2 separate regions of the Mus musculus genome follow, and region 1 is linked to region 2. Evidence: chromatin contacts called from public HiChIP or PLAC-seq data. All regions are on one chromosome and are shown on one strand. Each heading gives the region's core, a stretch centred on a gene start, on an enhancer-like site or on the middle of the called end of the contact. The rest is flanking DNA. Distances are from core to core; before and after follow the strand shown. Region 1 has its middle 45 kb from the start of Gm46508. Region 2 holds the start of Wdr70 (WD repeat domain 70).

The links. HiChIP or PLAC-seq counts read pairs in DNA pulled down with a chosen protein or histone mark.
Region 1: an H3K4me3 HiChIP or PLAC-seq map of the SCID.adh cell line shows a contact between it and region 2, with 4 times the contacts expected there. The contact joins the enhancer-like site here to the promoter of Wdr70 in region 2. A contact is called at or near these places in 6 of 39 promoter capture datasets (the 3T3-L1 cell line, 3T3-L1-derived adipocytes, the C10 cell line and 3 more), 2 of 15 datasets of contacts at CTCF or cohesin (large pre-B cells and pro-B cells), 4 of 484 Hi-C or Micro-C datasets (LSK cells, myeloid progenitors, pre-B cells and 1 more), 4 of 115 datasets of contacts at active chromatin or transcription factors (the SCID.adh cell line, T-cell acute lymphoblastic leukemia, large pre-B cells and 1 more) and 1 of 9 other capture datasets (adipose tissue).

The regions. Positions count from the first base shown.
Region 1 is chr15:8,625,487-8,629,287 of GRCm38.p6, forward strand. No RefSeq gene overlaps it. Among named protein-coding and RNA genes, the nearest start is that of Gm46508, 45 kb to the left of the region's middle. Within about 2 kb of position 1,810, at least 44 of the 459 cell types and tissues checked have an H3K27ac peak or open chromatin away from gene starts, as enhancers often do. A contact at or near this core is called in 3T3-L1-derived adipocytes, the SCID.adh cell line and adipose tissue, where this site is marked.
Region 2 is chr15:8,096,431-8,100,628 of GRCm38.p6, forward strand. Wdr70 (WD repeat domain 70) reads right to left here and starts at 2,779. Exons shown (of 18, transcript NM_001081402.1): 1 at 2,689-2,779; 2 at 2,526-2,591. The coding sequence starts at 2,713.

The DNA of each region.
Region 1 (3,801 bases), core at 560-3,059, 530 kb after region 2:
CTTTAGAGCCAGGGAGCACAATGGTGATGATTTGCTGCCATCCTGTGGTGGCACTGCTTCCTCTGCAGACACAGCCATGGGTGACGAAACTCAGGAGGGCAACACTTTAGCGTGGACACGTGTGCTAACTGTGGGAAACGTCTGTTGGGCTCCTGAGCTTTCGGAAGTGGTGTAACCACACAGAGTCCTGCGCCCAGACTGGTGTATGGTATTCGGCTTAATCTCAGCCCTAATAAAGTTCTAATTTTTTTCAGCACTGTAGGTGCTGGGCATGAACCAAAAGTGTGTTGATTAAGGTTCTGTAAACTTCTTTGATTCTAATTCCCCAGAGGAGGAGGCAATGCTGGGTACAGAGATGTGAGGCCACACGTGCAGGTAATACAGTGTGTAGAGAGAGGAGACTAGGGCTGGAGAGATGGCTTGGTGGGTAAAAACATTTGCTGTCAAGCTGGATGACTTGAGTTGAGTACCTGGAACCTGGATAGTGGGAGGAGAGATCTGACTCTCATAGCTGTCCTCTGACCTCCACACATATCTTTTCCAATGGATAGATGATAGATAGGTAGATAGATAGATAGATAGATAGATAGATAGATAGATAGATAGATAGATGGATGGATAGATGGATGGACAGATAAAATTTCAAAAGAAAAAAAAGCTCTGGAGCTTCAGGCTACACAGTCCGAGCACAGATGTAACTACCAGGAGTGACTCCTTGCCTCGGGAGCTCACAGCGAGCACTGGGTGGGAGCAGAATGTGAGCAGAAGCTGATGGGTAAGGGAGTTTTTCATTCTCCAAAGATGGACCCTTGATGTTCCTCTGCACAGTGGGATTCGGGTTGGAGATGCCGTCTCTGCCTTCCCATCAGGACAGGAAGCCAATGGTTACTGGCTTTCTTCCCAACTCTATCAAAGTTTTCCTTGATCTTGGAGAAGACGCCTGCTAACTTTATGTGGGGCCACCTCTCTCCTCACTTAGGTTTTCATGAGGAAAGAACCAGACAGGATGCAGGCGTGGCGTGAGCCAGAGCTAGAAGTTGGGGCCAAGCCCCTTCAGCATCTGACTTCTAGGGTGGCCCATCTCTCTCTCCAGTGAGGGCTTTTACCCTTTTATCTTATGGGGCCTCTGAAGGGCAGGAAGTCCTGGGTGACCTGCTGGCACAGGCTGCAATTTCAAGGGGGGAAATCTATGTGGAATAAATTATAGAGGCAAAACTCAGCCAGACATAAAAGGCTCGAATGGTTTGAGTTTCATAGATGAATAAATCTCCAAGGGAGAAATAGGAAGCAGGGGATGAGCTTTTGAAAAACTTGTATGAAAAAAGAACCCCAGAGAAGAATTCTCTACTGCCAGGCCTTGATTTTTTTTTTCTATAACACTGACATAATATTTGAAGGCGAGCTGATGTAATTTTCCCTTTTACTTGTCAGAATACTCTCAGCCAAGCCAGCCAAGGCTACTTATTTGCCTGAAAAAATTGGAATAATTACAGTAGAGAGAAATTGACAGTACTCAGGTTTTTGGTTCTCACAATAGGATCTCGTCTCAAGGCAAGAGGCTTGAGAGCATATATTACAAAGGAATCCCATTTGCTAAATTCCCTCATTTCCCTTCTTTCTTATCATAAGCCAGACCGCAGGGTTCTTATGCAAAAGGAGAAGTGGGCAATGCCAAACCCAGTCTTGCCAGCTGTGGGCACGGCTGGAGAAAGAAAGGCTGACATAAGGGGAGTCGCTGAAGATACGGTCTACCCCGACCTCATTTCCTGATTGCCTTTTGCGCCCTGACCAGCAGAGGGCATAACTGGCACATCTGAACTTTTCTTATTCCTGTGAAATGCGAAGGACAGGTTGAGAAACTGGAAGTCTCATGGGGCCCTGTGTCGATAGGTCAGCGGGAGCAGATTGAAGAATGTAGAGGGGAGAAGAGGGGGCGGGGACACCAAGAGACACAGGGTGCCAACCATCTTAATAGGAAGCGGCTGCGTTACCCGGGAGGGATTGCACACCGGAGGATAAGCAGATGAGTTACATATCGTCTTAGTCCCACTACAATCACATGCCCTGCACTGGGGCATAAGGCGCAAGAATTTACTTTCCCACAATGCTACTGGCTAGAGAAATGAAGATAAAGGTTCTGTGGTTAGGTGAGGAATTCGTTTTCTGGATCGGGAGAACGCTGTCCTCACATGGTGGAAGGCTGGAGTATTGGGAACAGAAGGCTGCACGGAGCCGCCTTTTTTTTTTTTTTCCAGCCACTGTCCATGAAGAAGTCCCATCTTCACATCTTAAAGGCCCACTGCTCACTATCACTGTGATGCCAATGTGTAAACTTTGACAGGAACACATTCGAATCTAAAGGAAAGATCTCTTAACCCTTACATTGCTGGAGGCAACCCGGCACGCCGAGACTAAAGCCCTCTTCTCCTATGTGATTTGTAAGACCCTCTCAAGTGGACCCTTGGTCCTTGTCTGGCTCCATCCCCCATTCTGCCACACTGCCTCCTTGTGGTACTTTGCCTCCCCCGGGGAAGCCCACCAATGCCCACCTGAGGTGTTTTACCACCAGCCTTTTCTTTCCTATGAATCCAAGGCTGGTGCCTTACTTCCTTAAGATCTTTTACAGGAGACTTGCCCGGGTAGCCTCCCTGACTACCCCGTCCTTAAAGTTCTCTAGTTCCTCTCCGAACGTCACCCTGCACTGGTGTGCTTCCCATCATTGACTATACCTGTCCTACATCTTAATCTGCTTGGGCTGCCTTAACACAACAGCACGGACTGGGCAGCTTAAAGGACACACAGTTATTGGTCACAGTCTGGGGGCCGAAAGCCCTTGGCGCACCCGCATGTTTGACCTCTGAGCTGGTCTTTTCTGGCTTTCAGACACGTGGCCTTTGCTCTGAGCTTGCTCTCTCTCCAAATACATGTTCACTGGGGTTGAGTTCCAATATACAAACATTGGAGGTGACATAGTTTAGTCTTCGAAAATCTATTTTACACCTGAATAAAATAGAGCTCTGGAGTGGGGGTGGTGGTGGAGGGAGGGGTAGGTTTATCTACAGTGCACATTAATGTGCCTGAGATAAGGTTGACACTCCATAAATACCTGGCAAATAAATGAAGGATCTGAGTTTTCTCGATGGGTTGAGTGGTACGACAAAAAATTTTATTACCTCAAATAATAAATTTATTTTATTATTATTATTTTTATTTTTTATTTTTTCGAGACAGGGTTTTTCTGTATAGCCCTGGCTGTCTTGGAATTCACTTTGTAGACCAGGCTAGCCTTGAACTCAGAAATCTGACTGCCTCTGCCTCCCAAATGCTGGGATTAAAGGCATGTGCCACCACTGCCCAGCAATAAATTTATTTTTAAATTAAATTTAAAAAATTAAATTTTAATTAAAGCATCAGTAAGTCTTTGAACCAGTAAGCATGTATGCACATCGGTGACTTTTCCTTTGTTTTGTATCTATTCTGCCACAATCCTAGGAAATTAAAATGCACGAAGAGAGACATGGGGAGGTTTAGGGCCAGAGAAGAAGAGATAAGGACGCTGGTGGTTAGCTTCGTGGTCCTTGCCTTTTCAGACTCTGGATCAGACGTTCTAAAACCTTGGCGCGCAACAGTCTTGTTAAAGCACACTGCTGGGTTCTACCTTCCAGAGCCCTGGATGGGGCCTGGGGAACTAGCCTTTCCTGTAAGTTCCCAGTTACTATCCATCCCGTCCTACACACTGGGAATCACACCGCAGACACGGACTTACTCAAGTTCACTTTTCATTCGGGCTTCTGAGCTGTT
Region 2 (4,198 bases), core at 1,529-4,028:
ATCAGGGCCAGGGGAGAAGGGACAGGACATCTGTCCTCTAGCTGTGACATGGACATGCTCTCTGGACTCACATGAGCTACAACTACCTTCACAAGACCCACAGAGAAAGAGGCAGTTGATAACTGCAACATGGACAGGGAAGGGGCTCATAAGGCTCCACCCCCCAATTGAGGACCTATTCACAACTAGGGAAGCTGGAGGAGGGGAAACATTTCTCTCCAGGGATATGGTCAGAGGTAGAGAGCCCACATAAATGCAGGCAGCACTACCTGAATGCAGAGTATAAGAGGAGTCTGAAGAGAGCAAGAGGGAAGAGTTCCAAGAGGAGTGGCCAGATGATCAAGATACACTGTAGATATGAATGAAACTATCAAAGAAGAAACAAAATATTACAAAATATCTTAAACACACAGTATGAAAGCCAGGTGGTGGTGTGGTGGCACACTTTGATCCCAGAGCACTTGAGTTCCAGGCCAGCCTGGTCTACAGAGCACTTCCAGGACAGCCAGGGCTACACAGAGAAACCCTGTCTCAAGCAAAACAAAACAAACAAACAAATAAGGTTATCTTTTAATTGGTCTATTAATGAGCTATGATAAATATACATGAGAGCTAAAAAAAAGAAAAAAATTCCACCTACTAACATAATCACAGACTATCCATCCCTCCTACTCTTGAATAAGGTATCCATGGGTTTTTGTTTGTTTTCCAATTTTTTAGTTTTTTTCTAAATAGCAACAAAAAGACAGTATCTAACCAGGTGCATACTACACGGTAAAATCCCAGAACCAAGGAGCTAAGAGGAAAAAGGGTCAGAAGCACACGGTCATCCTCAGCTTACATACAAAGTCTAAGGCAAGCCTGAGCTGTGTCAGGTCCTGTTTTAACTAAGAAATAAAAATAAATAACAAAAAATAAGTAAAGACAGTCTAACTACATAGTCCAGGCTAGCTTCAAACTTGAAACCTGCCTCAGCCACTCAATTAGATTCTTGTATCAAGTTATTAAAGTTTTTAATAACTCTCTCAACAAACAAAAAATAAAATTTAAGTGATACAAGATCTCTGGACACTAAAATAAATCAAGTTCTAACAGTGCAGCTTAGTAATGGGACAGGTAGTTAGCATGCAGGAAGCCCTGTTGAGTCCTCCTACTACCAAAAATTAAATCATGTTTTGGAGGCCGGGCATGGTGGCGCATGCCTTTAATCCCAGCACTTGGGAGGCAGAGACAGGAGGATTTCTGAGTTCGAGGCCAGCCTAGTCTACAAAGTGAGTTCCAAGACGGCCAGGGCTATACAGAGAAACCCTGTCTCAAAAAAAAAATCATGTTTTGGAAGAATATAATACATGAAAATCGCAAAATACTGTCTTAAAAAGCAATGTTTACTCATAAATATGATATTAAATTTTAATATGCACCAGGAGATCTAAAAAAAAAAAAAAACAGATTTGACTTCCTTTTCTTCGTGATTCTCCTAATTTTCTGAAGTCAAAAACAGGAGTTGGAGAGATGATTCACAAGTTAAGAACACTTGTTGCTCTTGCAAAGGACATGTTTAGTTCCCAGGGCCCACAAGGTGGCTCACAACCATCTGTAACTCTAGTTCCATGGGACCCAGTGACCTCTTCTGGCCCCCATAGGTACTGCAGGCAAATGGTGCACAGACATAGAGGCAAAACAACCGCTCAGAAATATAACTATATATACATTTATCTTTTAAAAAAATAAATCCACCGGGTGGTGGTAGCTCAAGCCTTTAATCCAGGCAACCGGGAGACCGAAGCAAGCAGATCTTTACGGGTTCGATGCCAGCCTGGTCTACAGGGTGATATCCAGGACAGCCAGGACTGTTACACAAACACACACACACACACACACACACACACAAAACCTGTCTAGAAAAAAACAAAAAACAAACAAACAAACAAAAGAGGAGAATGAATAGGAAGAAGAGGAAAAGAGGAGGTGGAAGAGGGAAGGAAAAAGAAGAAAAGAAGGGAGAAAAGAAAGAAAAAAAGTAAATACTGTAACTACCCTTTTATCGACTAATTACCTAGAAGAAGCTAAGTAGATGAATAAATGAAACAATGAATGAATGAGAACTAGGTACATCAGAGAGACATTTGTTCCCAAAACAAATTACAGGTCAATTTCCATTTGATTTTTCTAGCACTGATACTATTAACAGATGATTATGTCTTTTGAGACTGTTTTTTCTTTTAAATCACCTAATAATGTGACAAGACCAGGGTATACATTAAGACTGAAGAGGAAGAAACGCTATATCCACCAAAATGTTATTTAATGGTCGCCACTAAATGTCTTTCTCAGACTGGGTCACCATAGTAATCCCTTTCCGTCAAGGTTTCCAACTGTCACCTGAACTGGTCTCAACAGTTTAAATGGGACCGATTCGGATTTGGCACGGCGGAAGGCGCCGGTCAAAAGTGGCAGCTCTCCTACCCTTTACTCGCAAGCCCCGGGCGAAGTCGGGCTGGGCTCTGCCCCGGGCAGTCACTCACCGAATCCTGTGAAGCCCATGGTGACCGCCAGCTGAGGGTCGGGTCCCGCCGTGTCTGCGCCTGTCACTGGAGCAAGAAACAAAGGACAGACCGGCCGTCAGCCCGGCGCTCCAGTGCCCAGCACGGCCCTCCACCCCGGCTGGCCCGCCTAACCCACACCCACCTTCGCTGGTTCCCGAGTGCTCCATGACTGCCCGAGCCCACCGCCTCCGTGGATGCAGCAGCGCGCGACTCCCGGCAAGCCCGACGGAAGTGTCGTCACCGAGACCGCGTCGCCAAGAGCGGCCCGGCTGCGTGGGTAGGCAGGCTTTCGGACTCTCGCCCCCTAGCGGTGCGGAGGGAATGCGCTGACAAGCCACGAGGAGGTCTAGTTTGGGAGTTCCCTAAAACCTTTCGGTGGTTTCAGATGCGTTCTCAAGCAAAGTCCTGGCACGTTTCTAAGGAAATCAACAGAATCTTGTTATTTGCATGCTACTTTTATCTATATTCGTAATGTACTTGACGTACATGATGAAACTTCCACTGCTGCCCATCTTCTCAGTATGCTTGAAGAAACCACTATCTAGTTATAAAGATGCCAGAAAACTGAAGAGTTGTTAGGAATGTTTAAAGCGCTTGCCCTCAGTCTCCACTCTCTAGGCTAGCCTTGTTTACTAAGGGTTCCAAATGTTACATGTTACATAACTACTGTGTTTCCAATTTATTTTAGTTTCTTTACAACTCTGTTCCTATTCTTAATGACACATCATTTAATATACTTTTAAAGTCTAAAACAAATACTTGGTTGAATTTTTCTTTTGTCAGAGTCTCTCATTTTGTAATCCATGCCTGGCCCAGAACTCAGAGACCCATCTAGATTCCTCTGCCTCCCAAGCTTTTAAAGATGTGTGCTACCAAGCCAAGTGAAAATACTTCATTTTCACATGCACTCAATGATTGTGGACGTGGTATAAACATGCCTTACTGTGCAACCTGCAGACCTATTCTTCTACTATGTGGTTCTGGGGGTGGACCTCAAGTCACAAGCTTAGCAGAAAAGACAATTTCCTACTGAGCCTTGTAGTCCACTCAAGAATGAAAATTCTTTGATAAAATTACTCCTGAGCCCCAATATTAGACTCCTGTCTCTGTCTATGGTTCATTGATAATGATTATCTAATGCTTCCATTGTCCTTAGAGTAAAAGAAAAATTTATTAGTACAAAGAAGCTGTAGATCTGTGGTTGCTTAGCATAGACAAGGCTAAGGGTCTGTATTGGATCTCCACCACAAAAAAATACAAATTTAATAAAAGGTTAGCCTGACTTCCAAAACCTTTCTATTCCAATCTTGTCATTTTCAACATTCCCATTTAGTGCAGGGAGCGGCCTCAGAACACATAGTCCTGAATGCTTTAACTCTTCACCAAGTCATTGATCCAACCAGCTCATCTCCAACTATCAAATTAAATCTCTCCTGCTTTTGAAAGCATCTGTAGAACTTTGTAGGCCTCCAACTAAATAAGGCCCACCTACCATGTGATACCCTAGTCTGTCTTCATAATATAATGGCTGGGCAGGCACTCTTGAGTGGTTATTAAATGAATTAATAAGAAGAAATGGTTGTGAAGGCAAGTTACTTTTCCTATGCACAAGATGTATATAATTTGTAGCAAGGAAGTTTGGGTTTGCCTCA